7 separate regions of the Mus musculus genome follow, and all the other regions are linked to region 2. A link is a contact called in public HiChIP or PLAC-seq data. All regions are on one chromosome and are shown on one strand. The core of a region is the stretch at or near the end of the contact, and the rest is flanking DNA. Distances in the headings are between cores, read along the strand shown.

Region 1 (3,975 bases), core at 729-3,228, 290 kb after region 2:
TATTTGGAGATCACCTCTATAGAGGTTGCTTGCTTCTTCCCTTCCTTCCTTTCTTCCCTCCCTCCTTCCTCCCTTTCCAGGGTCTCACTGCTCACCTCAACTGTCCTTGAACTCATGCTCCTTCCGTCTCACCTTCCACAGTCTGGGGCTGCAGGTGTAGGTTAGCACACCCACATGGCATCTCCGGTTTCTTAACTGGACTGATCCACTAAAGACGTTTATTAATAATCAATTATTTCAAGTCTATTAATTTGTGTAATAATTTAAATAAAACACCTGCCCAGTTTGTAAATAAAGAATGAAATTCCAAGGTCTGGCCCGGAGGCTCTGACTAGAATTGGAGAACAGGAATTTGCACTTTAAAAATAGAAATCACCCCAGGGGATTCAAAGCCCACCACTTCAAAACCTTGTTCAAGACAGAAGATTGTATCAACTGGTATTTAATGAGGACCAATTGTCTGGGAGGCAACTTTGGGTAATAAACATTAGATAAGCTTAATTAATTAGCTATTAGCAAATGAGTATTTCAGTTAGTTGTAAGCGGTAACATACCATAACGATCTGGACAAAACACCTTGAAGTGAAATTACATGAAAAAGGTTTCAGTTGCCCCATTTGTGTGACTTTTTAAACAGTCATATTTAATACAGCTCTTATGTCACACCTCCACCCACTTATGTGGAGATGGCCGGGGCCTGTGAAAACAAGGTCAGAACACAGTCTCAGTGAGTACTGGGAAAGGTGGACTACCAGCAAACAGATTCTCCATGTGCTAAAGTTAGGATCTGCTGGAGACTTGGGTCCAGTTTCACGTGGCCATTATCTGTCTATCTGTTGGCTAGCCCCGAGATTTGTCCTTTGTAAGCAGTGAGGGCTGATTTTAGGCTTCCTTGATGCTGTGCACTACTTGTGTAAATGTTTTCTTTGCGTTGCCCATGATACCTGGGAAATGCTGTGCCCACATGTGATGGTGGCCCATGTGCTTTCAGTCTTGAACACGCATTCACGCAGGCACGCACACACACTGACATTATTCACTTCCAAGTCAAACACATTGAGCTTCTGTTATAAAATAGTCATTGTGATAAATCGTACCAGAGTTTAAATGAAAAATGACTGGGAATTATTCTGTAGAAAAATATGGGAAACTGCCGGTTCAGGGTTAGGCAACAGTCGCGAGTGGTAAAATGCTCAGCTAGAGCTACTCCAGCGACCCTGCCCTTGTGGTGAGGATGTTTTGCTAATGGACTAGTATTTAATTTGTATTTTTTTCCCTCTTACAAAAACAAATTTTTAAAGGATTAAAAAAAAAAGGGAGGGTATTAATAAAATGAAAGGCTTTTCAGAAATCCTACAAGTCTCTAGTCAAACAAATAACCGATGCATATTATCAGCCTGGGATTTCACAACGCTGTCAGGAGACACAGAGGGGCTTGTCTCAAACATTTCCCCCTTCTTGTTTCAGTCTAGATTGATCAGGGGCTCCAACCGCCCTGCTGCCAGAATAGCCCCTATTCCATTTAGTGTGGCCGAGGGAGGAGATGAATGGGTGCCTAAGGAGGGCTATTGCTAATTAGCAGTAACTAATAAGTATGGGTAATGGCACTCGTCCTTCAACTCTTGAGACCCTCAAGTTTAGATTCCAGACCGAAGTGAAAATACGTTCATCGGAATCATGCTGCTGTCCCTTCCAGAACGATGATGGACACTGAGCTGAGGCTGAAGGTCTGTGCTGATGTTATCTATGGCTGGATGGGCTTCGCAGCTTCGCAACAAAGAATACCTCGGACACTGCAACTCTCTCCTCCCCGTGTAACACGGTAACTCATTGTCATTAGATCTCAAAAATCTTAAAACGATAGATCTGTTCTTTCAGCAGAAGCCGTTCCCCTCACCCTCACTTGGCCCAGTATAGTGCACAGTCCGTAAGTTACAAGCCGGGAGCTCTCTCCAGCAGTGTTTCCAGCAGCTCTGCGTTCTCTGGAGGTGTTTCCGGCCCCCTGCCCCCCACTCTCTCCAGCAGTACTCCCAGAGACAACACCCTAGCCACCATGCTCTCTCCGGTGGTGTTTCCAGCACATCCCCAACCCGGGCAAGGACTGAAGATTTTGTCTGAGGCAGAAGAGTCCTATAGGAATGGATTATAAAACACCTCCAGGCTTGAAGCGTAAATTCAATTTATAGCCCCAATCTCTTGTTCTAAGACAGCTGGGGAGAGCAGCCCCTGACCACCTGGGAGCCAGCCCTGCATCTGCTTAAGACCAAGAGGGGCCCCCAAAAGAGTTCTTAGCCTAGGGTGTGGGTAACAGTGAGGTATAAGACACCCAGGGGAAACAGGATTCGGAGTGTTCTTGGGGGAAACAAAGTTGTTTTAATGCTGTTTAGAATAAGAGCTCCCCCACCCCCGTGTGTGTGTGTGTGTGTGTGTGTGTGTGTGTGTGTGTGTGTGAGAGAGAGAGAGAGAGAGAGAGAGAGAGAGACTTCTCTGGGCTGCTCTAATAAAATGGGAACATGGTGTTTTTAGATTTCTCTTAAAAGCCTCTAGCTTGTCTCTTTCCTGCTGGATTTACAATGCTAAAAGGCAAAATCCCAGAAACGTATTTCTGTTTACTTAAGAAGGATAAAGTGTTACCCCAAACAGAGGAGCCTTTTACCAAGACTGGAAAACAAATGGTTTAAGGGCATTACCATCTGCATATCTCTCATGCCAGCACATTTAAAGTCATCAATCATGTATAATCCCGAACATAGGGAGGTGTAAAAGTGCTAAAAAGGCCCCATTAAAATCCGAGCCTTTTCAGGTGTACCACCCAACCCTGAGAATTACACACATGCCAAAAGAGCTCCGGCTATACACACAATACCATTAGGGACAATTTATCATGTCTTTAAAAGTGATGTATAGTACATTGTGAAATCGCTTATTAACTCCAGAAATAACAAACCCAGCTTGTCTAAATGTACTTGAACACCCATAATTGGAATTTGGAAAACCCAAGTTAGAATCTATCCTTATTTACACAGCTTAAACTCCCTCCTAATCTACCTTCTCGTTTTCACTTAGGTGGTTTGAAATTCACATTTTTAAGCCAGCATGGGAAGCTCCTGGTCGGTCTTTTTACAAAAAGTTCTGAGGTATTTGAGACAGGCTTGCTATGCCTAACACCTAAAATGAACAAAGTAAATTATAAGAACAAACTGACTTTGGGTAAAAATCTAATTTTAAGTCTTTTATTTTTTTTCATTCAAGTCTGATTTTTTTTTCTCCCAAAACATGAACGGTCTGCACGGTCTGATTTTTCCTTAGTCTACTGTAAAGACAGAGTTACGTGGCTGTTACAAGTCTGGACTCCTCTACCTGACTTCACTACACTTATTTATTCCTAGGGACTCTTTGTTCTTATAAATATGGGAGTTCATACGCAAAAACAGAGTTCTTGGTTTGCTTTAAGACTCTAGCTGCATATGTATCAAAAGATGGCCTAGGCGGCCATCACTGGAAAGAGAGGCCCATTGGACTTGCAAACTTTATATGCCCCAGTACAGGGGAACGCCAGGGCCAAAAAAGGGGAGTGGGTGGGTAGGGGAGTGGGGGTGGGTGGCTATGGGGGACTTTTGGTATAGCATTGGAAATGTAAATGAGCTAAATACCTAATAAAAAATGGAAAAAAAATACAAAAAAAAAAAAAGACTGAGGAAAGCCAGAGGAAACGCGAAGAAAGGCAGAGGAAGCCAGCCCCAAGAACGCATTCCCCTGAGAACAGCTACAGCTGACTGAGGTCTGTTCAGTAGCAGGCCTGGGGGGCCAGGTTAGGCTTTGAATATTTTGACTGGCTTCCTGGTTCTTGTGGGGACGTTTCCCAGCTTACATTTGGGTGCCATTTTTCCCTTTGGGGGCTGTCTACTTACAGTATCAGCTTCAGCTAGAATACATGACTTGAGTATCCTTCCAAGGTGACCCAGCGGCATGGTT
Region 2 (4,112 bases), core at 157-2,656:
GAGCGCGGTGGCACTTACGGTTCGGGCGGTGGGCGAGAGCGATCCGTTGGGGAGGTAGGGGCTCGTCAGGTCGGGGATCATGATGAAGGGGTAGCCGGGATACGGTGGCCCCTTAAAGAGCCCTCCATCTTGCCTCTTGGCCGCTAACATGGCGGGGCGGCGGAGGGGACGGCGGCGGCCGCGCGGCGCGGGAGAGAGCGGGAGAAACTTTTTAGCAAGTGTCCCCCCGAGGGCCCGCGCGCGTCCCCGGGGCCCGGCCGGCGCGGGAACTCGGGTAGGGTGGGTGGGGAGTGGGGCGAGGGCACCCGCCAGGCCGACCCCGGGGAGGGGGAACGCAACCGCGCGGTTTTGGGGGCGCGCGGGGCGCACTCACCTTCTTCCAAACTTTCCCGGGATTTATCTCGGAAACTTTCGGAGCGAGGCGGAGGCCGTCTTTCCGCCTTCCCGGAGGGGCGAGGTGGGGAGGGCGAGGGGCGATAGCCGCGCCGAGGGGGTGCGGGAAGGGAGGGTCGGCGGAGAAAGGGGTGCAGAAAAACACGGTTACAAGTTTTCGCAGCCAGCAGCCCGGGCCACCGTCCGCGCCGCCCGCAAGCCCGACCCGCCTCGCCTCGCTCGCCTTCCAGCCCCGCTCTCCCGGCCCTGGAACCGGCTGGAGCCACCCGCCAGCCCGAGGGGCTCTTCCTACCTCGGAATCGGAGGAGCTGTTTTGATTCGTCTCTGATTCATTGACCAGCGAGGACTTGACATCGGCTAAATCCCTTTCCGCCGAGGAGTTTTCCGAGTTCTTCTCCTCCTGCTCGCCTTCGTCTTTGAAGGAGATCAGCTCGTCGTTAGCGCCTAGGTCATCTCCTCCACCGCCGTTCAGCTGCGGCATTTTTCACCCACCAGCAGCAGCAATTTTGGAAGAAAAATGAAGGAGGAAAAAAAGCAAAAAAAAAAAAAAAAAAAAAAAAAAAGTTTTGCGAGTCCCCCCCAAAAAAATACTGCAAGAAAAAGACGAGTCCAAGGTTAACTTTTTTTTTTCCTGCTTTGGGGTCTTTCTCTCCTGGGGAGGGGAAAAGAGGGAGGAGGGGAGGGGAAGGGGGGAGATCTTCTGCACGCGTGAGTTTGGGTTTCTTTTTTTCTCTCGTTCCCAAGGATCCGATCAATGTGCAAAAAAAAAAAATAATAATAAATAAAAAAGGGGGTAAAAAAAACAACAACAACAACAAGAAGAAGTCAGATATAAGAGCAAAGGGGGGGGAAGCCGAAGACACCGAAGGATCTCGTGCCGCTCGGATTTGAGTGAGTTGAAGTTAGACTGAGCTTTTCAGTTCAAAGGCGGCGCTGATTGACAGATAGAAAAAGGGGGATCGAAATCCGGAGGAACGGAGTAGTCTGGGAGCGGAGATTATTGACAGGGCGAGAGGAACACACTCGCCTTAATGAGATGCCAGGGGGCGGGGCCTCCCCGGTGACGTGTGCATAAATAAACAGCCGGGGTGGGCGGGGCGGGGGCGGCCAACAATGATCCTTTGGGCGCCGGGAGAGGGAGCGGGGCGGGCCGGGGCCGCGGGAGGCGCGCGGGGTGCGGCCTGTGCTCAGCGTGCGAGCCGGGCGCCCGGACGGTGCGGGCCTCGCTCCTGGAGGGGGCGGGTTCCGAAAGACAATGCGGACCGGGAGAGGAGGGGAAGGGGGTGGCAACCCAGTCCGGAATCTGAGCCGGGGAAGGCGGAAGGAAAGCCCACTTGGGGGGCGGGGATGGGGAGAGGCCCAGAAAAAGTGTTAGCCAAGAAGTCCTGAAGATGGGGTCCAGGAGGGGAGGACTATGGGACACAAGGACGGGGTGCTCAGTGGTTAAGTCCCCGATGAAGTCGGCCGCACTGGGGCGGGAAAAGACACGACTGGTCCAAAAGAAGGCTTACCTCTCTTGCTCTGAGAGAACCAGGGGAAGCAGAGAGGCTGGGCCATCTACAGGGAGGGTAAGGCTCCCCTCCCTTGGCTTGTTTAATGACAGTGAATCATGTCATTCAATGTAAAGTCCCACTAGGTTAAATATGCCAAGAAGGCGTTTTATCCAAGAAAACAAATTGTCTGGGGTATTAAAAATATCCTTAAGGAAAATGTAAAGGTTTTTTTTTTATTTTTTTAACTGACGTTGGAAGTAGGAAGTGATGTAGGATCCAAGTCCTTTGGAGGTGAAATGTTTGGGCGTTAACAGCTGCAGGGAAAAATAAAAGTGAAAGTTCACCAAGCCCTGGGGATGAGTAGAGCTGGAGTTTTTCTCCAAAGGGGACTGAGATGAAATGCCCTAAGGCTCTAGATGCTGAGGGCCCTGACAGGAGAAAGTCACCAAAGCTGGCCCAGAAGCCCTTGGGAAGAGGTGGGCAGCCTGGGAGTTGAGATGGGTGTTTGTTGGTTATTAGGCTCCAGTGAGGGCAAACCGATTTGCTATGAGGTGGTGGAGAAAATTATGTTAAAGGAGAAAGGTGGATCCCCAAACCGTGTTTCTGTCTGGTAGACTCAGAAGAGCCTTTCCCTTGCAGATAACCAATGAGAAGTGGACTGGGACGTCCAACGGGCAAGAGGAAGCAAAGAAAAAAGAAATCAGAAAGAATGAGTCAGTGGGGACTGGCAACTGCCATTAGGTGTGATGTTATCCTGAGGTCCACCACGTATTAAATTAACCCACCCTCCCCTTTAATAAGCTCATCTGTTGTAGATTTCCAAAAGTAACCAATTTACTGTGTAATATTTAGAGAATTTGGGGTTTCAACAAAACTGTTCTACAGGCTAAGGCCTCAGAAAGAAGACAACGGAAAACAACGATCCTGAGATTCACAAGGCTAACGAATTCCCCTGCACTGGGAAAAAAAAAAATCCCAAGCACATTTGCACACTAAAGGGAAAGATGCAGACAAAATAAGGATGGGGTGGGCGAGGCGGGTGAGAATCACAGTCCCACCTCCCAACTTTCATATTCATCAGAAAACCAGAAGTGGAGGGAGAGAGAAAGAGCCTGGAAAAAAAAAAAAAAGCAAAACAAATGTGTACATTTCATCGGACGGCTTGCATGGGACACAAAGCAGAGGGCTAATTAGTCTCAGCAGGTAGGACTAACCTTCAGACTTCATAAATAAATAAGACAGCGCAGTATCTAAGAGGGAGAGCAGAGACAGAAAGGGGAATATTTCAAGACACCAAGTAAAAACACGAAGCATGAAATGCAGCCCAGTCTTGAATCAGTGCACAAACGACTGAGCTGTCCCCTTCCTGGGCCTCCCCTGGATGCCTTTAGATTACTACACATCTAGCCCGACATCTAGCTGTTTAGCTAGGTATGTAATCAAGCTGGCAGCTTTACACACTTGCTAATTGCCACCTGAATACATCTTGTACCCAAGCTGGTCTCTGCACAATATAGACTATGCCAAGGCCTGTTTCAGGGGCTTGTTGACATAAATGAGAGCCCTTTCATAGTAACTGTTTTATAACCAATTCTTTGTCCTGCAGGATGGGTTTGGATTCTGTTTGTATTTTACTTTAACCCTGATCTTCATCAAGTTGAATAATAGGGTCTTCTGTGTTCCTTAGGGGTCTGGTTGTGCAATAAAAACTTATGAATATACTAAGTCAAAACTGTTAAAGCATCGCTCTTATGAGCATACTGCGTTTTATCACGTGCAAACAGGATGCTAAGGGCTCTTGTTAGTGACCAATGCCATCATCTAGTTTGACATAGCCTTATTTTCTCATTCAAAGGGAACCTTTGAATCTTCCCTTAAATCTCCCAACTTAATTAAGCAACTAAAAGTTATTCCTTGACAGCCTATAGGCCACATTTAATTTCATTGTTTGGTGCTATAAAAAAGGCCTGGGGAGAGAAAGCAGAAAGTTCTCACTGACTTCTTAGTCCCTGTTGTGGCCTGTGGTGGTATCCAGATGGGTAGGGAAAGAGGAGAGAGCAAGGAATGCCACTGCAGGAAGCAAGATAAATGTGATGTGATGTGATGTGATGTGATGTGATGTGATGTGATGTGATGTGATGTGATGTGATGTGATGTGATGTGATGTGATGTGATGTGATATGATATGATATGATATATGCACAACAAAAAGCCAGATTGGCCGGG
Region 3 (3,933 bases), core at 734-3,233, 290 kb before region 2:
AAAGGAAAGGAAAGGAAAGGAAAGATGAGAAAAGAGAAGAAAGGAAAGGGAAGGGAAGGAAAAGAAAAGAAGAGAAATGAAACGAAAAGAAAAGAAAAGAAAGGAAAAGGAAAGGAAAGGGAAGGGAAGGAAAAGAGAAAATAAAAGAAAGAAAAGAGAAGAAAAAGAAGAGAAGAAAAGAAAGGGAAGAGAAGAGAAGAAAGGGAAGAAAAGGGAAGGAAAAGAAAAGAAAGGAAAGGAAAGATGAGAAAAGAGAAGAAAGGAAAGGGAAGGAAAAGAAAAGAAGAGAAAAAAGAAAAGAGAAGAGAAGAAAAGAAAAGAAAAGAAAAGAAAAGAAAAGAAAAGAAAAGGAAAGAAAAGAAAAGAAAAGAAAAACATCACATAAGACAATCTGATTGGGAGCCTGGCTGTGTTCATAATTTAAATAATCACTGTACTAAAATTTCAAATCATTATCAAAGGAGCAACAGTGTAACAAAGATAACAAGAGAACATCTGTAAGGCACAACTCTGTGTGTGTGTGTGTGTGTGTGTGTGCGCGCGCGTGTGTGTGTGTGTGTGTGTGTGTGTGTGTGAATGTGTTTATGTATGTATGTGGTGTGGTATGTCTTTGTGTGTATTTGTCTATGTGTGTATATATGTGGGCACGGGTAGAGGGTATTAAAGGAGCTTATAAAAGCGTTCAGATGAGCTTGCTGTGGCATTTCTCATCTGTTCCTGAAGTCTGTTGATTCTGAGCCACCTTACTTCCAACTCCCAAGTGCAAGTAGGGTTGGGCATCGGGTGGTCCAGGGCACAGGCAGCATCTGGTGCCCAATGTGGTTATTGACTACTTCATTGTCCTCGTTTTGAGGCTGCTTGCAAACCTCCTTTTCTGGGGGCTCATTTTTTGCTTTGTGTTTCCAAAGCAAAGTTCTCCTAGGCCCACACAGGACTGTCTGTTTCTCATTTAGTGAAGTAAGTACTGTATTGCAGTTTGTAAAGAACTACCATGGAAAGGAAGGAGAGAGAGGTGGGGGGGGGGTTGGAGGGGAAGAGAAAGGGGGAGGGGGAAGGGAGAGAGAGGGGGAAGGAAGAGGTGGAAGGAGAGGGAGAAGGGGATGGAGAGGGAGAGTGGGACAGAGAGGGAGAGAGGGACAGAGAGGGAGAGGCAGGGGAGGGGGAGGGGAGGGAGATGGGGGACGGGGCAGGGGAGGGGGACGGGGGACGGGACCGGGACCAGGACCTGGACAGGGACACACCTAAAACCACCCAACTGGCTCACGTCTGGGCCTCACAGTCTTACAACAGAGCATATGGCAGCTGCTCACCAGCAGCATGCCTGTTACAAGTGGGCCTCAGCAGCTGTCCTTCCATCCATCACAGCTCCACCCAAGACCTTACTGGGGCACACCATAGGCAGGGTGTTTACAGCATGGCCAATGGATATGGCTGGACTGGCTTTCTGCTCCCAACAGTGAAGTGAAGCCTGAGAGCTAGCGCCTGGGAAGCTGAGGCTCTCTGAGTGTGGAGTGCCATATACTGGGCTCCGGAGGAGCGGGAGGTGAAGGATCATTTCCGCAGTGGAACTTGGGGTCGGAAGGAGCAGCAGCAGCCGCTGCTGGGAACTTGACTGCGCAGCCCTGTGTCTTTTGTTGTCACCGATTGTCCCTCCTGCAGCCTGCCACTGGGACCCCTGAATGCACCGCAGACATTCTTGGCACGCTGGGGCCTCGGTGCTGGGCTCAGGTTCATTAATCTGCCTGCCACTGAGTTGCTATGAAAAGAGGAAATTGTTTCCCTGCTCCCGGAGAAGCAAGGAGAAAGAGCTGAAGCAGGAAGAAGGCCCAGGCCGACTTCCCACGTGCAGCCAGGGCTGGGGTGCTGCAGCCTGGAGCCCAGAGCACCAGAAAGAGCTGGCATGTCCCTCCCTGGAAAAACCTTCCGTGCACGTGGCCAGGCCATTAATTAGCCCAGTAACAGACGCTAGCCCTGAGTCACCATGGAGCACAGACAATAAGGCCTGTGTGCTAAGGGAGATGACAAATGAGGGCCACAGAGGAGAGGAGGAGAGCAGCAAAGAAGCCGAGGACCAGAAGACCGCCGGGCCAGAGAGCTGGTGTGATTTCCAAAGGCTGGCCCATGAAGGAGGGGAACCTGCGATTGTCCCAGAGCCGTGTAGGAAATCTACCTTTCCACTCTAAATGGACAAATGGCAATTTTGACAGCCACAGAACATGCCTGCTCTGGGCTGAGTCTCTTTGGGAAGGTTATGAATCAGAAATGTGGGATTGCGGGGCCTAGCTCACATCAGGCTTAACAGTGGGAAAGTAAGCATACCAAGGAGCCGGCTAAGGTAAAGAAGGTCCCGCTCTGCTCAAGACTCGATCTAGCACAGGGAGAGCCCAGAGCCCTTAACAAGTAGGGAGGTGCCGGAGCACACAAGGATGAGGGGGTCGGGGAAGAAAGAGAGAGGAAGGTAAAGATAGCAGCTGTAAGACCCATGCCCAGTCTTGGCTTTGGAGGTTGACAAGCTTAGATCGCTTAAGCATTGGGGAAGTCCCTGTGGCCCGTGAGTCACCTGAGGGTCAGAGTGTTGATGCCACAGCCCCATTCCTTGAGCAGACATCTTCCACGGGAACATCTACGTATGCTCTTCGTGTCCTTTCCCCGGATGTTTTAGTTTTCCATTGGCAAACAGATCAGTTCACTATTTTTATTATTTAGTTTTCAAAAGCCACAAAAATCTAGGCATAAAATTCCCATCGATTCAAAAAGTTCTATCCCTTCTCTATAATCAGCCCCTCCCCCCACCCCAGACTCCCCGCGCCCTTCTAAGCTGGTGACCTTCCCTTCCAGCTGCCTTTCCTGGGTCTTCCTACCCAAGGAATCAGGTGTTTGTACCGTCTGGTTCCCTTCACTCAGCACAATGTATCCGACATTTGTCTGGGTTGCTGGTGTTGGCCCATCTGAGTTGTTGGGTATTGGCTCTTCATTGCTGAAGGGTGTCCTGTTATGTGTAAGTACAGTTCTTGGGTAACTCCTCCAGTGGGGAACACCTCTCACCCCATCCTGGCCCTGACTTTTCTAGAATGCTTTTACTCGGGGAGACTATTTTAAAAGTTACTGACTGGGGCCAAAACTTTAGTATAACCTATTTTTTCCTCCCTCTATGGTTTTTTAAGGCTTCTCAGGATAATGGTTTCACTTAGCATTGACCTCTCAAGCTCAGAAGAAACATGCCTTTGATGTTTTGCTTGTCTTTGTGTGTTTCAGTATGTCAAAGTACACAATCCAAAGACTTTCAGTGTATCCATTGTTATACACACCACCACCACAGTTGATTTAGAATGTCTTAATTATTACAGTAGAAATCTCTAACTCCATAGCTGTCATGACCAGTTCTCCATAGCATATTGAACTGGCCACCACTAATGTGCTGAGTCTAGAAATGTGCTAGCCTGGTATTTCACATAAAATATTACCATGTGACCCTTTATTCTCTACCCTCTGACCCTTTGCATAACGATTTTCAAGTTTTGCCTATGAGTCAGGAGTTCGTTTTTTAATTGGGAATACTGTTTCATTGTGTGGACATACCACATTATTTATCTATTTGCCAGTTGATGTACACTTGGTCTCTTCTTCCTTTTGGTTCTTGTGAATAATGTTGTTTTGGCCTCATGTATTGGTCTTATGGGGGTATGTGCTCTGGCCTTGAACTCTGAGATTTACTTGCCTCTGTCTCCTGGGATTAAAGGTGTGTACTACCTTGCCTGGGCCTAAGCTTTTCATGGCCACTGTTCCTCAAGATCCAGATCAAAACCCTGTGTCTTCAACCTCAAGATCTGGATCACAAGTGTGCCTTCTATTTCTGGATTGTAGTTCATAGCAGATTAAAAGTCTAAACTAAACTATTCCTTGTTCAACTGCAGACACAAACAATAAGCTTAG
Region 4 (3,606 bases), core at 796-3,295, 310 kb after region 2:
TTTAAGTATCCAGTCTGTTAGTCTATATTTTTTTTTATTGGGGAATTAAGTCCATTGATATTAAGAGATATTAAGGAATAGTGATTGTTGCTCCCTGTTATTATTGATGTTATTTTTATGTTTGTATGGTTATCTTCTTTTGGGTTTATTGAAAGATTACTTTCTTGTTTTATTCTAGGGTGTAGTTCCCTTCCTTGTATTGGCGTTTTCCATTTATTATTCTTTGTAGGGCTGGATTTGTGGAAAGATATTATGTAAATTTGATTTTGTCATGGAATATCTTGGTTTCTCCATCTATGGTAATTAAGAGTTTTGCTGGGTATAGTAGTCTGGGTTGGCATTTGTGTTCTCTTAGGGTCTGTATGACATTTGCCCAGGATCTTCTGGCTTTCATAGTCACTGATGAGAAGTCTGGTGTAATTCTGATAGGCCTGCCTTTATATGTTACTTGAACTTTTTCCCTTACTGCTTTTAATATTCTTTCTTTGTTTTATGCATTTGGTATTTTGATTATTATGTGAGGGGAGGAATTTCTTTTCTGGTCCAATCTATTTGGAGTTCTGTAGGCTTCTTGTATGTTCATGAGCATCTCTTTCTTTAGATTAGGGAAGTTTTCTTCTATAATTTTTTTGAAGATATTTATTTACTGGCCCTTTAAGTTGGTAATCTTCACTCTCTTCTATACCTATTATCCTTAGGTTTGGTCTTCTCATTGTGTCTTGGATCTCCTAGATGTTTTGGGTTAGGAGATTTTTGCATTTTGTATTTTCTTCGACTGTTGTGTTAATGTTTTCTATGGGATCTTCTGCCACTGAGATTATCTCTTCTATCTCTTGTATTCTGTTGGTGATGCTTGATTGTATGATTCCTGGTCTCTTTCCTAGGTTTTCTATCTCCAGTGTTTTCTCCCTTTGAGATTTTTTTTTTATTGTTTCTATTTCCATTTTTAGATGCTGGATAGTTTTGTTCAGTTCCTTCACCTGTTTACTTGTGTTTTCCTGTAATTCTTTAAGGAATTTTTTTGTTTCCTCTCTAAGGTCTTCTACCTGTTTACCTGTATTCTCTTGTATTTCTTTAAGGGAGTTATTTATGTCCTTCTTAAATTCCTCTATCATCATCATGAGACGTGATTTTAAATCCAGAGTCTTGCTTTTCTTGTGTCTTAGGGTAACCAGGGTTCACTGTGGTGGTAGAACTGGGTTCTGATGATGACAAGTAGTCTTGGTTTCTGTTGCTTATGTTCTTGTGCTTGCCTTTTGCCAGCTGGTTATCTCTGATGTTAACTGGTCTTGCTGCCTCTGACTTTGGCTTGTCCCTCTTGCAAGCCTGTGTGTCAGTATTCCTGGGAGACCAGTTCTCTCTGGGAGGAATTTGTGTATTGTGAGCTGTGGTACAGGGTCAGCTCTGGGCTGCAGACAGAGACCAGAAGGATTCTGTTCCTAAATGATCCTTGGTTCCTATGCCCTGATGGCTCTGTGAGGGTCCCTCTTGGGCCAGGAGTTTAAAGAGAAGTGGTGGTCTTACCTGTGCTTGTAGGTATGTAGGCACTCCTGGGAGACCAGCTCCCTCCTGGTGGTATTTGTGTACGTAGCTCTGTGGCACAGGATCAGTTCTGGGTGCAGACGGAGACCGGGAGACTCCTGACCCAGGCAGCCCCTTGGTTCTTGTGTCCTGAGGGTTCTGGGTGTGTTCCTCTGAACAGCAGTGGTTGGTCCTACCTGCACTCACAGGCCTGTTCGCACTCCTGGGAGGCTCACTCCCTCCTGGCACTATTTGTGTATGGGGCCCTGTGGCAGAGGATCTGACATTATTTTCTGGTGGAGAAGATAATGAATGAATGAGCATAGGGTCAGAGAATGAGAGACAAGTGTGGAGTCAAGAGAGGTTGGAAAAGATGCTGCTTTAGCACGGTGGTCAGGAAAGAACTTGCTGCACAATGGGAGGAAGCCATGTTTGGACCTAGGAACAGACCTTTCCACATAGCAACAGTATCCTGGGACAAAGTCCTCCTGGGCATTTTCAAGGAACAGGCAAAGGAAGTGTCACAAGTCATGACTAGAATAATAAGAGACCAGATGGCAAAAAAGTTGGTAAAGGTTTCGCCACCTCTGGCTCTCTAGTGGCTCCCTCTGCTTTGTGCTTTCAGTAAGGAATGTGAGCTCTTATCATCCATGCCTGCCTCCCACTGCCATTAAGGACCCCCCCCATCCTCTGGAACTCTTGTATCCGCTGCCTTGGTCATCGTGTTAGATTATAAGAGAGAAAGTAGCTAATATTGAGGGAAATACAAACTTGAGATTTATCACTGCAATTTACTTATATACATACATGTTCTGGATTTTGTGAAGTTAAAATTAACTAGCATAGTTTGTTTTCTTCCCTTTTCTGGCTCTCAGGGCCCTTTCCTTTATGCAGTAAAGAATGACACAGCACCTTCAAGTCTCTCTGCCTGCACACCCTTTCATTGTTGTCTATCACCTCCTACTGACACTGAATCCTTTCTTTTATAAGGACCCTTGTGATCACCCTGGGCGCTGCAGATAAATGAGATGCTGCAGAATAAACTCCCACCTCAAGCTCATCAACTTTTATAAAATCATTTTTTTTTCCCAGAATGGAGTTTATAGAGTTTAAGATGTGATCATCTCTGAGGGAGAGGCATACTGTCTATGGGTCACACACCATTTTCAGAGACTTCACCCTCAGAAATGTTTGCAACACTGCAGTTGATGACCAGAGAGTTCTGGGGATGGCCAGCTCAGGAGGGAAAGCCTGCTCCGTTACCCACAGACTCTGTGCCCTTAGACACAGTTTTAAAGTCTCTCTAAATGTTAGTTGAGAATTCCACAAAATAAGAGTAGTGGTAGCATCTAACCCACAGACACTGAACAAGAAGCATGCAGTATAATTTACTTAGGAATATTTATAGGGTTGCCATCTATTTGCCAGCCTTCCATGTGATGGTGGTGGTGGTGGTGGTGGTGGTAGTGATTACTATTAGCATTTTCCTTTTGTGAGGCAGGATCTGGCTATGTAGCACTGGCTGGCCTCAAACTTGCAATCTCCCTGACTTAGATGCTGGAACTCCAGTGCTGCACCACACCAAGCTTACTGGGAACTCCAGCAGTGAAGGGCTTCCTCCAGTGCCTTGTGCAGGCCTGGCTATTCACGCACTTGGTATTCATCCCAACATGCTTTGTCTCAATCCCAAACAGCTCACTTAGAGGCCCTAAGTACGCTGCCCTATAAGGTCCTTAAGGGACAATCTTCTCTAAGCTCTGATAAAAATGAGGGAAAACAGGCTAGTCTGGGCCTCCTGCACCCTGCTCCTTTCAGCACACACAAGGCACAACAGCTGACAGCTTCCCCTGTCCAGGCATCCTCTTAGCTCAAGCTCCTCCTTGGGGCCTGTTTTCCTACAGCATTCCAGCTGACTAGATCTCTGAATCCTATCCCTTCAACTGTTTGCCACTTCATGCCTTTTCTGCCAACCAAAAATTTGGCTTTCCACAGTTGCCCTGGCCTCTTACCTTTCTCACCTTTGGTTGTCAGAGGAGTCTGTAGACCCCTAAAACACAGTCAAAGAGTACCTGGTCTTTCCTGCAG
Region 5 (4,029 bases), core at 1,301-3,800, 350 kb after region 2:
CTTTTTAAAATATAATGCCTTTGTATGTCTTAACATTAGGGTGTAGAGGGTGTCTACAACCCATTATAGTTAAATTTTAGCAGACAGTTCATCAGAGGAAACACAACAATAGACAGATTTCCAATCAAACATGGATGGACCGTCCACTTATTTGGTTTTTTTGTTTGTTGGTTGGTTGGTTGGTTTTCGTTGATTCTTTTTTTTTTTAAGGGGCCCCATGTTGTGAGTAGACACAACAAACCTCACTCCACAACACTGAGAAATGCATGAAGACCAGAGCCAACTGGCTCTTTCCTATTTTAACACAGAGGAGACACACGCACAGTGCCGTGATCCTTCTCTGTGTTAAGTTTTATAAAATGCAGTCATTTCCGACACTCACTTGGTCCTTTGATTTCTACAGATCATAATTTCTAAACAGGAACTTTTTATATTTAAGAGAATGTTTCTTATTTTGGATGTGTAGCAAAATGACACATAGAACAACAGTGCTACTGAGACAGAATATTAAACAGCACTGTTAGCTCAAAGACGACACAGGACAACCAGCAAGGCACAGGGAACACATGGGATTTACACGGAGGTGCACAACTGCCAATTCATCTCCAAACATACTAGCACACAGTGTTTTGGACTACGAACTAAAATCAGAATAAACTCTTAGAAATAAAATTATATACAGATCTTTTAATTACATCTAATGGGCAAATCAGAGAACTCCTCTAATATTCCAAACTTTCGTTTCTACACTGAGACCCTATAAGTGTTTTTAATCCCACAATAGATCTACTCAGGTTACCAAAATATATTCATAGGCGAGCCATGTCTATGTATGAATGGCATGTGCATGTGGCACACGTGCAGATGTTGAGATACTTTAAAATCTACGACCATGTGTGCCTGTACACGTGGAGGTGGGGCTGCTTATGTATTTGTATAAATTACTATCTTTTGCCCTCAAATCAATGTTGGTCAAAGAGAAAGGAAGCATGCAAATACAACTCTACAACTTTGTGTTGTTGACAGATGTCACTTAAAATTGAAGCAATGCTTTCCGATGATAATAAAAAAGGAGGTGCCACATGCGCTATCTGAGTGGCTGCCGAGTGAAATGATCTACCTTGCTCTAATGAGCCCCCACGGATCTTGGAGATGCAAGCTGTATTGACATGCACACTTAAGCTAATACACCTAGACCAGTGCCTGCGAGCTCCGCAGCCAGGGAGGCTGGCAGAATACCTCGCTTCCATCTTCAAAGAAAGGAAGTGATTAGGATGTTATCATTATCATTCAAAACGTGATTTCCTTATTCCCTCCCGGCATAGGTGACACATCTGAGATGCGGCCAGACGTTAGAGGCAGCTAAAGCCACATCAAAGCTTTCCTTGAAAAATTTTGGGGGGGAAGGGTGGGGGGGGAGAATCATTAAAACAATGCTTTTAGAACAGAGAGAAAGGACCTGATGTGAAGGTCAGGAAGCGGCAAGAGCAGCCTACAATAATTAATAGAGATGTCTAATATACATTGCAGAAATTAAGAGAAATATTGCCCCTCCTTCTGGAAAATAAATGAAATAAATAAAACGGAGGAAGGAAGTAAAGAGAGCTTCTTGTGTCACGAGAAAAGCAGTTATGGAGGCTGCAAGCGAGGGAGCAGGGCAGTGCTTCTCTCTGTGCTCGCCGTGACGACCTCTAAATGAAACTCAATCCTACCACAGCTTCCCAAAAACTGTGCCTTTAATTCTGATTCTCCTTCCATGCAAGTTCCGGGAGTGAAGACTGCTTTTCTCTCCTCCGAATACTGTTTTCTACCTAAACAAAGGACGACAAACTGGTAATTCTCTAAAACATATCAACCCGATCTGAGAAGGCAAGGGTAACTCTACATTTTAATCCAGACGAAGACAATTTTGGGCTTGTTTTCACGTTGTATGAAATCATAAATTCAAAGAAGATATTTAGCTTAATAGAGATTTAAAAAAAAAAATCACACACCTTATTGGATGTGGATCTTCCTCTATGTTAATAGTATGATGGCAAAAATAAAAGCATGCTACACATGTGAAGAATAAAGTATTTAAATAAGAAACAATTTGGGGGAATTCTAGAGCTAAACAGGGAAACAAAATGTCACAATGGGCATGAAACCCTGCACACTCTGCACTAAGCAGTGGAAGCAACCGCTTCATTTTTTCAGAGGAAATATACACCCAAGAGGATGATCAGCTTAGGGGCAGCTTCCCAGCAGGGCTTCCCTTCACATTTTGAAACTTCTTCACTAAAGTCAAACTAAAATCAAGTTCTCGGAACAGCTGCGCTGTTTACATTGTCCCTCAGCTGTGCGTGCTGTCCTTTAAATGAAAGGCGATCCACGACAGAGGCGCACAGGCTTTCAGACTGCCCCACTCTCCATCCCAAACTCCTTCTCTCACCCTCTTCTTGGCCCTCTTCAAAGGAGGTGAGTGAAGCTGCACAGGAGCTTCTGACGGGGCTCAGCTTGTGTGAGGAGCTGGGCAAAGTAGAAAGACGGGCTGCAGGATTCCAACAGCTCGGCACAGCTCCCTCTGCGCTACAGCCCTGCCTCTAACATACCCTGAAGAGAGCATTCCGAGGAAGGACGGGCACAGTGAATTTCCAAATACAACAAACACTGTGTCCTTGAATAGATAGGTTCTTGTCTTTTTAAAAGAAGTGCAAGTGAAAAATTGAGGTACCATTCACCGTATGAGTACGAACAGACCCTGACTGGGAGAAGAGTCCTTCGGAGCCATCTGCTTGCAAGCTCGGTTGCATCACCAAATCCATAAATATTAGTGTTACACCCAAATCAAAGACACGGACAATACAATTCCTGAAATTATCATTCTACCACCAATAATTCTATCACAGTACAGCCTCAGAAACATCAACTACGGCACTGAAATTGGTACAACTGCTGACAAAGGAAAATAAGAGAAATAACCAAGCAATAATATATAACACAGGATATGGGAGATATGATTTTTAGCTTTCTGTATGAAGAATTCCTCAGATCCTGCATCACAGCAGAACAACTGGACCAAAAATTACCATGGTTATTATAACACACAGGAATTTTATCCATCAAATCCCTGCCAATTCATGGACAAGAGCCTTGTGGAGCTTCTTTGCATGCAGTGTGTATGTGTGTATGAGTGTGTGTGCACATATGTGTGCATAAGTGCATTCAACGCTAGTGTTCCTTTCATCAACATCTCGACATTCAAGTTCATCAGCAAAGGGTGAGGATCTCTAAATACACAGAAGAGACACACAGACCTCCCAGGGACAGTAATGTTTATGCCTTCACTCATTCAGAGAGTAATCAATACTATAACTAATTACACTCATTTAGTATACACATATATACATATACTTTTGGAAAAGAAAAAAAAAACAAAAAACAAAAATATCAGAGGCTATTGGCGTGCTCTCTTTCCTCAGCTTATGTGCCATTATCACTTTTGCTGAGCTAAATTGTCACTCCAGCATGACAGTTGTTCAAACCCCTGTTCACAAGTCTCAGGATCAACACCTCCAAACACTCAACAGAACAGCTGTCCGCCATAAAGACTATCCAGGAAAGCTATAGTTAATAGGCTCAACCCACTGCAGAAGTAATTCAAATGACTGAGGCTGCTGTGAGCAAGAGGACTGTTTTAACAGCAATATAGTCTGAGACTTGGTGTCCTTGTGAGAAAACCAAACTCGATGTTACTGAATACGATGTAATTATCTCTGAAAAGGTGAATCAAAGCATTTTGGTGTGTTTGGACTTTGTGGAAAACAACAACAGAGTCATCTGGCCCCCGTCAATGGCGCTGTGCAGGGACTGATCAGGCCACAGAAGACTCTGGAGCAACGCAGTGGACCTGACTGACTCAGGAAAGAAGAACGCATCTGGGGGCATCTGGGGGCTGTTTTCTACAAAAAGGAAAATGCTTAACAGTGAGGCAAGCTTGGCTGTCCTAGGGTGTTCTTGTACCAGAGCAAGGGCATTTACAGTGTGTGT
Region 6 (4,071 bases), core at 826-3,325, 330 kb before region 2:
CAGCCTATGAATGTAGAACCTTAGGAAGCCCATCCCCTCCACAAGACTTCCCTGCAAACAAAGGGCAGACACTGCACTCCTGCAGTATTTGAAACATGCTCACACATTCTTCAACAGGGTTCCCACAAAGAGAGAAAGCCCAATTCTCCCTCTCCAAGGTGGTTGCTTCCCGTGAATCAGACATTGAAGTGATGCTGTGTGGTCTCCAAGACTGGATCATAATGGGGGGAGCTTCCCCCTTGCCCTCCCTCCCCCTACTTAACAATCTGCTTTGGAGCTAGTCTGCTATGGTGGTGGGAGGAAACAGGAGCAAGTGGAGGCAGTGGGAGTGGCAACAGTCTTTATTGCTGCACAGCCTAAGGAAAGTTGGCCAGGGCTTCTGCTGCTGTCACCCGTCACAGTGTCCCAAATGCCCTGGGAGCATGCTGGCCTTGGCGTGCACACAGAAAGTATGTATCAGTAGAGGGAGGCACCTACTATACCACTCCTCTTGGAGGAAACCCCAGGATCTCTGGATTTCTGACATCTTCTTCCTCTGAGTCCCTTGGTGATTCAGAGGGTGGCACCTGGCACAAGGTGGGGTCGTTGTGACTCTTTAACAGACGTGCCATCCTGAGAGGGACCACAGGAGCATGAGATTACTCTAAGCCGAGCCCAGAAGGAAGGGGGCTGAGTGGGAACAGGAAGACCAAACGCAGGACTGACTTGAGGGGACCTACAGTCGCCTACGGAAAGCAAACCCAAGGCTGGGAGGACGAAGAGAAGCAGAGCAGCTCATTGTGTTAGTTTCATTGTGTCAGCTGTTTCTTTTTCTCAGAGCTGTGGTAAACTACTTGATGATACAACCCAAGGAAGGAAGGATTTAGTTTGGATCACGGCTTGCAGGTACAACCCACCGTGGCAGGGAGGCACCGCAGGAGGAAGGCGAGAGTGTGCATCCCATCGCGTCTATAATCAGAAGGCAAATGCGTGATTAGCTCATCATGGTCTGCTCACACTCGCCCCACACTCATGAATGACAAAAGGGAGCTTTCGTATTTCAAAATTTCAAAAAGATGTTACAGCTAGAGATCAAACCCACCCTCCTCTCCCTCTCCTCCTTTTCAAAAACCTCTCGAGTCTGCTCTGTGCTGCCTGTATACCCGTGGCTATAGGAGGAGGGATTGATAAATCCCTCCATACTGACTCTTCAGGAAATGAAGTTAGCTGGATCACCTATGCCGTAACAGTAACACGCACACCACACGTGACCTGAGAGTTTCTCGTTTTGATTTGACTTCCGGGAGTGCAGAACCAAGTTTGCAGCTTTTTAAATCACAAATACCATTGCATTTATATTCTGATTTTTAAAATTCCATTATTCTCCCTTCTACTTATTCTCACCATAGTTCACACTTGATAACACTAATTAATGTTTGCCCTAGTCTGTCTCTCTCTCTCTCTCTCTCTCTCTCTCTCTCTCTCTCTCTCTCACACACACACACACACACACACACACACACACACACACACACACACAAACACACAATTTGGGGCCCATCCTATGCCACAGCATGCGTCTATGTGTGGGTCAGAGAGCAGTGCACAGGAGTTAAAGTTGGTCCTCTCCTTCTATCATGCAGGTCCCAAGGATTGAACTCAGGTCAGCTCAGCTTGAACGTGGCAGGGAGTGCTTTTACCTGCTGAGCCATCTCACTAGCCCTGTGTGTCCCCCCCCCCCCAATTTCTTTTTTTTTTTTTTTTTTTTTTTTTTGGTTTTTCGAGACAGGGTTTCTCTGTATAGTCTTGGCTGTCCTGGAACTCACTTTGTAGACCAGGCTGGCCTCGAACTCAGAAATCCACCTGTCTCTGCCTCCCAAGTGCTGGGATTAAAGGCATGCGCCACCACCACCCGGCCCAATTTCACTGGTGACTTTAGTTCAAATACATGTCATGGGTACTTTCAGCTGGAACTCACTCACATTCATTCTGAAGGGACAGCGTTTCCCGGACAATAGGAATTCCTGTCTCTTAGAAGAGGAAGTCAGGCATAAGAAGCCACTTGTCCAGAATCATCAGAGGAATAAGAGGTCAAGCTTGCCGTTGACAGCCTGGCTCGGAGCCTTTGTTCTGCCTTACTGTGCTGTTGGCCTTGCTAGGTTAGAATAAGCCAGCAGCAGACGAATGTATAAATGCACGCGAGCACACACACACACACACACACACACACACACACACACACACCTTACACGTGTCCACCTACACACCATCAACTCTACAGAGGCAAATTATTGGGGCTCTTGCTCCCTGCTGTTTCTTTTGACTTGAAATTCAGCAGAGACAGCATGGGCATGCCATCCAAAGTACATCTGGGGCAAAAAAAAAAAATAGTAGTCCAGAGGAGGAAGAGAGAGCTGTTTGCAAATGCGGAAGGATGTGCTGTGCCCCTGCCACCCCACCCCCCAACCCTCACAGGGCTGCTTCCTACTCCTCAGCACAGCTTTCCCCCATACATGATGCCACTGACATTGTTGTGTAGTGGAGGAACGATCTGTCTAGATGCCCTCTGCAGCCCCGTGGCTAAGAGCCAGCTCTACGAGGGAAGAGCCAGGGGCCAGAAGCGGTGTTACATCGATCGAGCCGTGCTAGTATGGGCTCAGAAGTCAATATCTGCTTGACATGCTGCGAAGTGTCCTCGAGCACGCCGGGAGTCCAACTCAAAAAAAAAAAAGTGTGTGTGTGTTTTTTACTTGTAGTTGATAAAATAAGATGGGGGGTGGGGTGAGGGGAGACAAGATGCGGAGATACCCAGCAGTATTCGAAGCTCTTCACTTATTTTCAAGTAGTAGCACTTTGGATCTTTTCATAAGAGTTCTGGAGCACTGGGGCTGCAGAGATGGCTCACAGGATGAGAGCACTTCCTGCGCTTCCAGAGTTTGGTTCCCAGAACCTGCAACTTAGGACAGCTCACGTCTGCCTGCAGCTCAGTCCAGCTCCGGGGCATCTGATGGCTTCCTTTGCCTTTTTTTTCAGGCACGTGCACACATGTGTTTCACATTCACATGGACATAAACACGTATGTATAAATAAGAACAAAATATTCTAAAGTTCTACTGTCCTGATGGGGCTAGGACTTCCAGTGAGTCTGCCTGTGTACCTTGTGAAGCCCTTGTGGGTAGTGCTGCACTCGCTGGCTGCGGTCTGTTGGGGAATGTGCATTTCCTGTGTTTTGGGGGAAATCCGTAGCTATCCGATATCAAGCCAGTTTCCCTTCCCTCCCTGTATCCTATAATATAGAAGAATGCCTGCATTGATCTGGGCTTATTTCTACGTTCGTCTGACTCTATCATTTTCTCTTGCCTCCCTTTGGTACCTACTGGGGGAGGGGGGGAGTGAGCCCCCTGAACCCACTTTCTGGTTGTTTGGTTGGCTCTGCTCTCCCTGGGTCTCTGGCTCACCTGGGTCTTAGAGCATAGATCCTTCTCCTTCCAGGTTTCACATTTGCAGGTTGCAGTTGCTGATTGGCTACATTTGCAGGTTGCAGTTGCTGATTGGCCACGAACGCAAGCTATATCCTCCACCCCAGAGCATGAAAAAGATGATATTTTCCCCTCTACCTGACTCCCGGATCCGTGTGGCCATCTGTGTCAAACTATGTTGGCAACAAGGATCTGTGGGGGCCATACATGTCCAGCCCCCAAAGAGATCATGTAAGATAGATGTTGGTATCAGGATTGAGTCTTCATTCAAGGAAACACATGTCAAGTTAACTCTGCTTGTGGGCAATCTGGTCGCAGAGCCTTTGTTTTAAAGCATAAATCTTTCTCACTATTGTAATCACAGACCAAGCCCACATGACAGGTTGTTTTCACCCACATTTTAGGGGAAAGAACTCTTAAGAATTTTTCACAACGTTATAAAAAGCCTTTTTGTTGTTGTTGTTGTTGTTGAGGTTCTAAGGCATGGGCACTCTTCCTCCCGTAGCATAACACTGGAATTACACATTATAATATTTTTTTTATATTCTTACTGCAATCTTGCACAGTGGATGATTGTCAGTCCCAAGAACATGCCACAAGCTCATTTTCTACA
Region 7 (3,654 bases), core at 835-3,334, 360 kb before region 2:
ATCAAACTCATACTCTCCCAGAGTTGGAATTCCCAAGCCACATCAGGATCACCTGTAAACTCTTAAGACCAAGTTTTAAAAGCAACAAACAATGACGTTGGAGGCTGGAGGGCAGAGCCAGCGGGACACGGGCATCGCTGTTGTCGAGTGTAGCTGAACAGCACCAGACTAAACACACAAACACCCCAGGTGCTTCTCCTTGGTCTTGCCAGAGAGGCATGGCTTGTTCAAGGACTTACAATGTTACTCAGGATGTTTAAATGACTCTTAAAAAACCAAACTGACCTCTCCTACAGAATTCCACAGAGAATATAGAATGTTAAAATTCTCCAGATGGTTGAGATTAAGGAAAAATATACTCGTTCCTAAAATATGCAACCAGTGCCTTATTGTCTGTCTTACTCAGTGGACCAACTCTTTCCTAAATGGAGTGGTAGACACTGAAGTGCCCATCTTGAGTTGTTGTGAATTCACTAAGATGAAAGGGGGAAAAGACTTGACATGCCAGAAAGATGTCATTCCTGTGACGGCCAAACTGACAACTCAGACAGACTCCGTGTATGGTTTGCAGTGTGGTTAGGATTCTGTGTTTCTAAAAGGGACTGGTGCATGAAGGACTAACTCACGAGCCCAGGTTTTCGGGGAGAAAAGACCGCAGGAGCACTGTAATAATAACAGTGGCCAACCTCCCAGAACCTTGTGTGCATCTGCATGGTAGCAGTGTCATCATTTCTCATACATTTTTTTTTTTTTTTGCCACAATGAAGTTTTGAGTTGTGAAGCAATTAAATGACCACATTCTCTTCTGTGCCCTGGGAATATGCATATAAAATAGATTGTTTGGAAATAAGGTGCATTTAGTTTAAATCCTTAGAAGGACAAAGGACACCTAACTTGGCAGTTTGATCTACCCTCCTGAGAATAAGCTCTGAGAGATGGCAAAGAAAGGAACTACGTACTCACTCATCCTGGTAAAGTTCCACCATCTTATTTCAGAGAGAAGTGGAGGAGAGAGTGTAGATGAAGATGAGACAGTCAACGAGGACTTCCCATTTAAGGATAAAGTCTCCAAGCCTCAGAGACACTCACAGCAGACTTACTTCAGTACCTTAGCTATAGCATGCCTGGTAACAAACTCAGGGACTGGAAAGATGGCTCAGCAGCTAAGAGCACTTGCTGTTGTGACAAGGTTTGGTTTTCAGCCCCAGATCAAGTGTCTCACGATGGAGTGTTCCAACTCCTGGGGATCTGGTGCCCTCTTGTGGCCTTCATAGGCAATCGCGCATGTGTGCATATAACCTGACACATACACACATCATTTAAAAAAAAAAAAGCAAAAATAATGATAATAATAATCTATCAATGCCTACACGTTTTTACCTCTCTCCCTAGCTCTGTTCACATTGGTGCAGTAGAAAGAGAAGGGGAAGAGAGACTACTTGGGCACTCTAAGGCTGGAGAGCAAGGAGCCACCTTTTGTCAAGAAGTTAATCTCCAGTATTTATTTGGGTGCAAGCAAGATAGAATAATAGGGAGGGAGGTTCTCCATGTAAAAGAAACTCAAAAGCTTTACAGACTGACTTAGGTGTAATCCTTATGGGATCCCTAACAGCTCATAAATAACTTTTAATGAGATTTCCAGCAAAGCAAAATAGCAAGTCCAGGGATGGGGAGGGGTAATTTTTTTTTGTATTTTTATTTTGTGTTCAATAAAGCTCATACTTCATACTGTTGTTCTCCAAGCCCATAACAAAAAAAAAAAAAGAAGGGAAGCCATTTCAATAAGAAGATATTAGAACTGAAAATATTTAATTAACTGATAGGGACAGGAAACGCTTGACTATGTCATTGGAAATACTTGACATTGGCCACTAATCTATGGAAACTCGCAGGGCTGAGTCTCAAGCATGTTCCAGAGTTAAGCAGAGAAATAAATCAAGGTTTGCAAATGTCATTTAAGTTTTCACCTGTCCCACGATTCAAAATTATTGGCTTTCCAATGAAAAGCATATGTTGTGTCCCTAGCCTGGGGAACTGTAATGAAGTGCGGCGGACACTCTCCAGCCTCCCCCCCATCGTGCCCCCTCTTTATTTCCCATAGAGTGAAAATAATTACTGAACCCTTCAGGGAACGCTTCCCTGCGTCTGGTCCTCCGATAAGCCCTGCCATGCTGGCTCCCTGAGCCCTACCCCTCTTCCTTCAGGGACTGCAGTTTGATTTATGAGAAAATAGTTGGCAAATTGGGATGTCCATCTTGATGGATGACATCATTTGTACCATTTTGCCGATCACGTATGACTACCTTTCTGTTTGTTTGTTTAGCATGGTTGCAATTGATCCGCAGCTCCAACAGCTGAAAGGGGGGCAGCAGCAACTGTGTCCCCGGGGGAAGGCCACCAAGCCAGGAGATCTCTGGCCTTTTCTTTCTGGAAAGCCACCAGTGAGGTTCAAGTCTTTCATGATGCTCTTGCATGAGCTACCTCAGGCGGTCCCACAAAAGATAACACAGGCAAGACTGATCAGGTTTCCTCATTTGGAGGGAAGGAAAAGTGCGTTCAGAGAGTCTGACTGCTTGGCCCAACATCGCTAGTCAATATCATGGGTTTCAACCTGGATATTTGACCCTAAAACAAGTGTCCCTCTTTTTGTTATCTTTCATCTTGATGTATCCCACTCCTGCAGCCAACCGTCTATAGCACACACATGCACACTCAGGGACAAACACTGTCTCCAGCTGCTTGGAGCTGTTTGTTCCTCTTGCTATCTTCCGTGGTCCCTGTAGCCATTTCCTAGCTAGTCCCCAGCCCTCTGAAAGTTCCTCCTATTTTGTCCTCAACAGCTCAAGCATTGCAGTTCTACAAAAAGAAACCATTAAGTTGTTGCCCTTGAGCGACTTCCAGTATCCTCCAGCCACTGCCCTACAGAAATTCTCAGCTTATTCTTCCAAAATGAAAGTTATAGAAGTGGGAAATGGGACCCAAATCTGTCTGCTTTGAATGTCCTTGAAATGTAACACTTTACCTTAAAACATGACCCTGCCATTTTTCTTATGCAATATCTCCTTGTTCTCCTTTCAGTTGGAAATAATTATTCTCATCTGAAAATTGTCAATTAATGCGATTGCCTGGGATCTTTGCCGCTTTAGTACTCTCTGGCTCTGTGTCCTCCTCAGTACACCTCTTCATTTTTAAACTCCTGGGAATCACCCTAGCTCTCTCTCAAGAGAGCAAATCTAGAATTGCAGCATAGATACCGGGGCCCCGGGATTCACCACTTCACCATTTTTTTTTTTTTTTACCATGCATGCCACAGTGACTTTCCATGCCTCGATGTCTTTATAGGGTTCTTACCTCAGCCTGGAGATCTCTTTCATCTCAACCTGAAAACTTCTATCACACAGCACACCTCTGTAGCACAGCTTTCTGTGTGCCCACTGGATACGGATACAGCTAAGCCCTATTGAGTGCACCCCACTCCTGGTAGCAGTTAACCTTCTGCAACATAAATAGGTCAGGCTTCTCTCCTCCCTAAAAGAAACTGCCTTCGCCTGTCTTTTACCATCAATGCCCAGGGTCATCAGCAGAAACTTAGAACTAGATAAATACAAGTAGAAGGTAAGAAACTTTTAACACTTTGCACTGGAAACTTTTCAG

Evidence for each region. HiChIP or PLAC-seq counts read pairs in DNA pulled down with a chosen protein or histone mark.
Region 1: an H3K4me3 HiChIP or PLAC-seq map of bone marrow-derived macrophages shows a contact between it and region 2, with 5 times the contacts expected there. The contact joins the enhancer-like site here to the promoter of Tcf7l2 in region 2. A contact is called at or near these places in 15 of 39 promoter capture datasets (the 3T3-L1 cell line, 3T3-L1-derived adipocytes, the C10 cell line and 9 more), 1 of 484 Hi-C or Micro-C datasets (ventricular fibroblasts) and 17 of 115 datasets of contacts at active chromatin or transcription factors (the NIH/3T3 cell line, bone marrow-derived macrophages, craniofacial prominence and 12 more).
Region 3: a contact with region 2 is called in an H3K4me3 HiChIP or PLAC-seq map of neural progenitor cells, with 8 times the contacts expected there. The contact joins the enhancer-like site here to the promoter of Tcf7l2 in region 2. A contact is called at or near these places in 3 of 39 promoter capture datasets (the 3T3-L1 cell line and cranial neural crest), 6 of 484 Hi-C or Micro-C datasets (adipose-derived mesenchymal stem cells, embryonic fibroblasts, nephron progenitors and 2 more) and 9 of 115 datasets of contacts at active chromatin or transcription factors (the NIH/3T3 cell line, astrocytes, craniofacial prominence and 6 more).
Region 4: a contact with region 2 is called in an H3K4me3 HiChIP or PLAC-seq map of neural progenitor cells, with 20 read pairs. The contact joins the enhancer-like site here to the promoter of Tcf7l2 in region 2. A contact is called at or near these places in 8 of 39 promoter capture datasets (the C10 cell line, cranial neural crest, frontonasal cranial neural crest and 3 more), 1 of 15 datasets of contacts at CTCF or cohesin (the NIH/3T3 cell line), 10 of 484 Hi-C or Micro-C datasets (the HL-1 cell line, adipose-derived mesenchymal stem cells, brown adipocytes and 6 more) and 20 of 115 datasets of contacts at active chromatin or transcription factors (the NIH/3T3 cell line, bone marrow-derived macrophages, craniofacial prominence and 14 more).
Region 5: an H3K4me3 HiChIP or PLAC-seq map of embryonic forebrain shows a contact between it and region 2, with 7 times the contacts expected there. The contact joins the enhancer-like site here to the promoter of Tcf7l2 in region 2. A contact is called at or near these places in 11 of 39 promoter capture datasets (the C10 cell line, HPC-7-derived erythroid cells, the SN4741 cell line and 8 more), 19 of 115 datasets of contacts at active chromatin or transcription factors (acute myeloid leukemia, bone marrow-derived macrophages, craniofacial prominence and 12 more) and 1 of 9 other capture datasets (pancreatic islet).
Region 6: a contact with region 2 is called in an H3K4me3 HiChIP or PLAC-seq map of neural progenitor cells, with 21 read pairs. The contact joins the enhancer-like site here to the promoter of Tcf7l2 in region 2. A contact is called at or near these places in 10 of 39 promoter capture datasets (the 3T3-L1 cell line, 3T3-L1-derived adipocytes, the HPC-7 cell line and 6 more) and 9 of 115 datasets of contacts at active chromatin or transcription factors (the NIH/3T3 cell line, astrocytes, craniofacial prominence and 6 more).
Region 7: a contact with region 2 is called in an H3K4me3 HiChIP or PLAC-seq map of embryonic limb bud, with 7 times the contacts expected there. The contact joins the enhancer-like site here to the promoter of Tcf7l2 in region 2. A contact is called at or near these places in 8 of 39 promoter capture datasets (the 3T3-L1 cell line, cranial neural crest, frontonasal cranial neural crest and 4 more), 1 of 484 Hi-C or Micro-C datasets (embryonic limb bud) and 8 of 115 datasets of contacts at active chromatin or transcription factors (the NIH/3T3 cell line, craniofacial prominence, embryonic forebrain and 5 more).

What each region holds. Positions count from the first base shown.
Region 1 is chr19:55,454,539-55,458,513 of GRCm38.p6, reverse strand. All of the region lies in intron 5 of Vti1a (vesicle transport through interaction with t-SNAREs 1A), which reads right to left. Among named protein-coding and RNA genes, the nearest start is that of Vti1a, 140 kb to the right of the region's middle. Within about 2 kb of position 1,978, at least 17 of the 459 cell types and tissues checked have an H3K27ac peak or open chromatin away from gene starts, as enhancers often do.
Region 2 is chr19:55,739,104-55,743,215 of GRCm38.p6, reverse strand. It overlaps Tcf7l2 (transcription factor 7 like 2, T cell specific, HMG box), which reads right to left and starts at 1,406. Exons shown (of 15, transcript NM_001331146.1): 1 at 686-1,406; 2 at 374-440; 3 at 19-143. The coding sequence starts at 874. It overlaps Gm31734 (predicted gene, 31734), which reads left to right and starts at 13. Exons shown (of 3, transcript NR_168128.1): 1 at 13-54; 2 at 624-1,007; 3 at 2,526-3,611.
Region 3 is chr19:56,027,586-56,031,518 of GRCm38.p6, reverse strand. No RefSeq gene overlaps it. Among named protein-coding and RNA genes, the nearest start is that of Gm4470, 48 kb to the left of the region's middle. Within about 2 kb of position 1,983, at least 117 of the 459 cell types and tissues checked have an H3K27ac peak or open chromatin away from gene starts, as enhancers often do. A contact at or near this core is called in the NIH/3T3 cell line, astrocytes, embryonic limb bud and 5 more, where this site is marked.
Region 4 is chr19:55,431,435-55,435,040 of GRCm38.p6, reverse strand. All of the region lies in intron 5 of Vti1a (vesicle transport through interaction with t-SNAREs 1A), which reads right to left. Among named protein-coding and RNA genes, the nearest start is that of Vti1a, 120 kb to the right of the region's middle. Within about 2 kb of position 2,045, at least 2 of the 459 cell types and tissues checked have an H3K27ac peak or open chromatin away from gene starts, as enhancers often do. A contact at or near this core is called in neural progenitor cells, where this site is marked.
Region 5 is chr19:55,387,707-55,391,735 of GRCm38.p6, reverse strand. The region is part of intron 4 of Vti1a (vesicle transport through interaction with t-SNAREs 1A); the gene reads right to left. Among named protein-coding and RNA genes, the nearest start is that of Vti1a, 74 kb to the right of the region's middle. Within about 2 kb of position 2,550, at least 8 of the 459 cell types and tissues checked have an H3K27ac peak or open chromatin away from gene starts, as enhancers often do. A contact at or near this core is called in embryonic forebrain, where this site is marked.
Region 6 is chr19:56,067,470-56,071,540 of GRCm38.p6, reverse strand. No RefSeq gene overlaps it. Among named protein-coding and RNA genes, the nearest start is that of Gm4470, 8.5 kb to the left of the region's middle. Within about 2 kb of position 2,075, at least 42 of the 459 cell types and tissues checked have an H3K27ac peak or open chromatin away from gene starts, as enhancers often do. A contact at or near this core is called in hematopoietic stem and progenitor cells and neural progenitor cells, where this site is marked.
Region 7 is chr19:56,098,296-56,101,949 of GRCm38.p6, reverse strand. The region is part of intron 2 of Gm52387 (a long non-coding RNA gene); the gene reads left to right. Among named protein-coding and RNA genes, the nearest start is that of Gm31912, 5.7 kb to the left of the region's middle. Within about 2 kb of position 2,084, at least 2 of the 459 cell types and tissues checked have an H3K27ac peak or open chromatin away from gene starts, as enhancers often do. A contact at or near this core is called in embryonic limb bud, where this site is marked.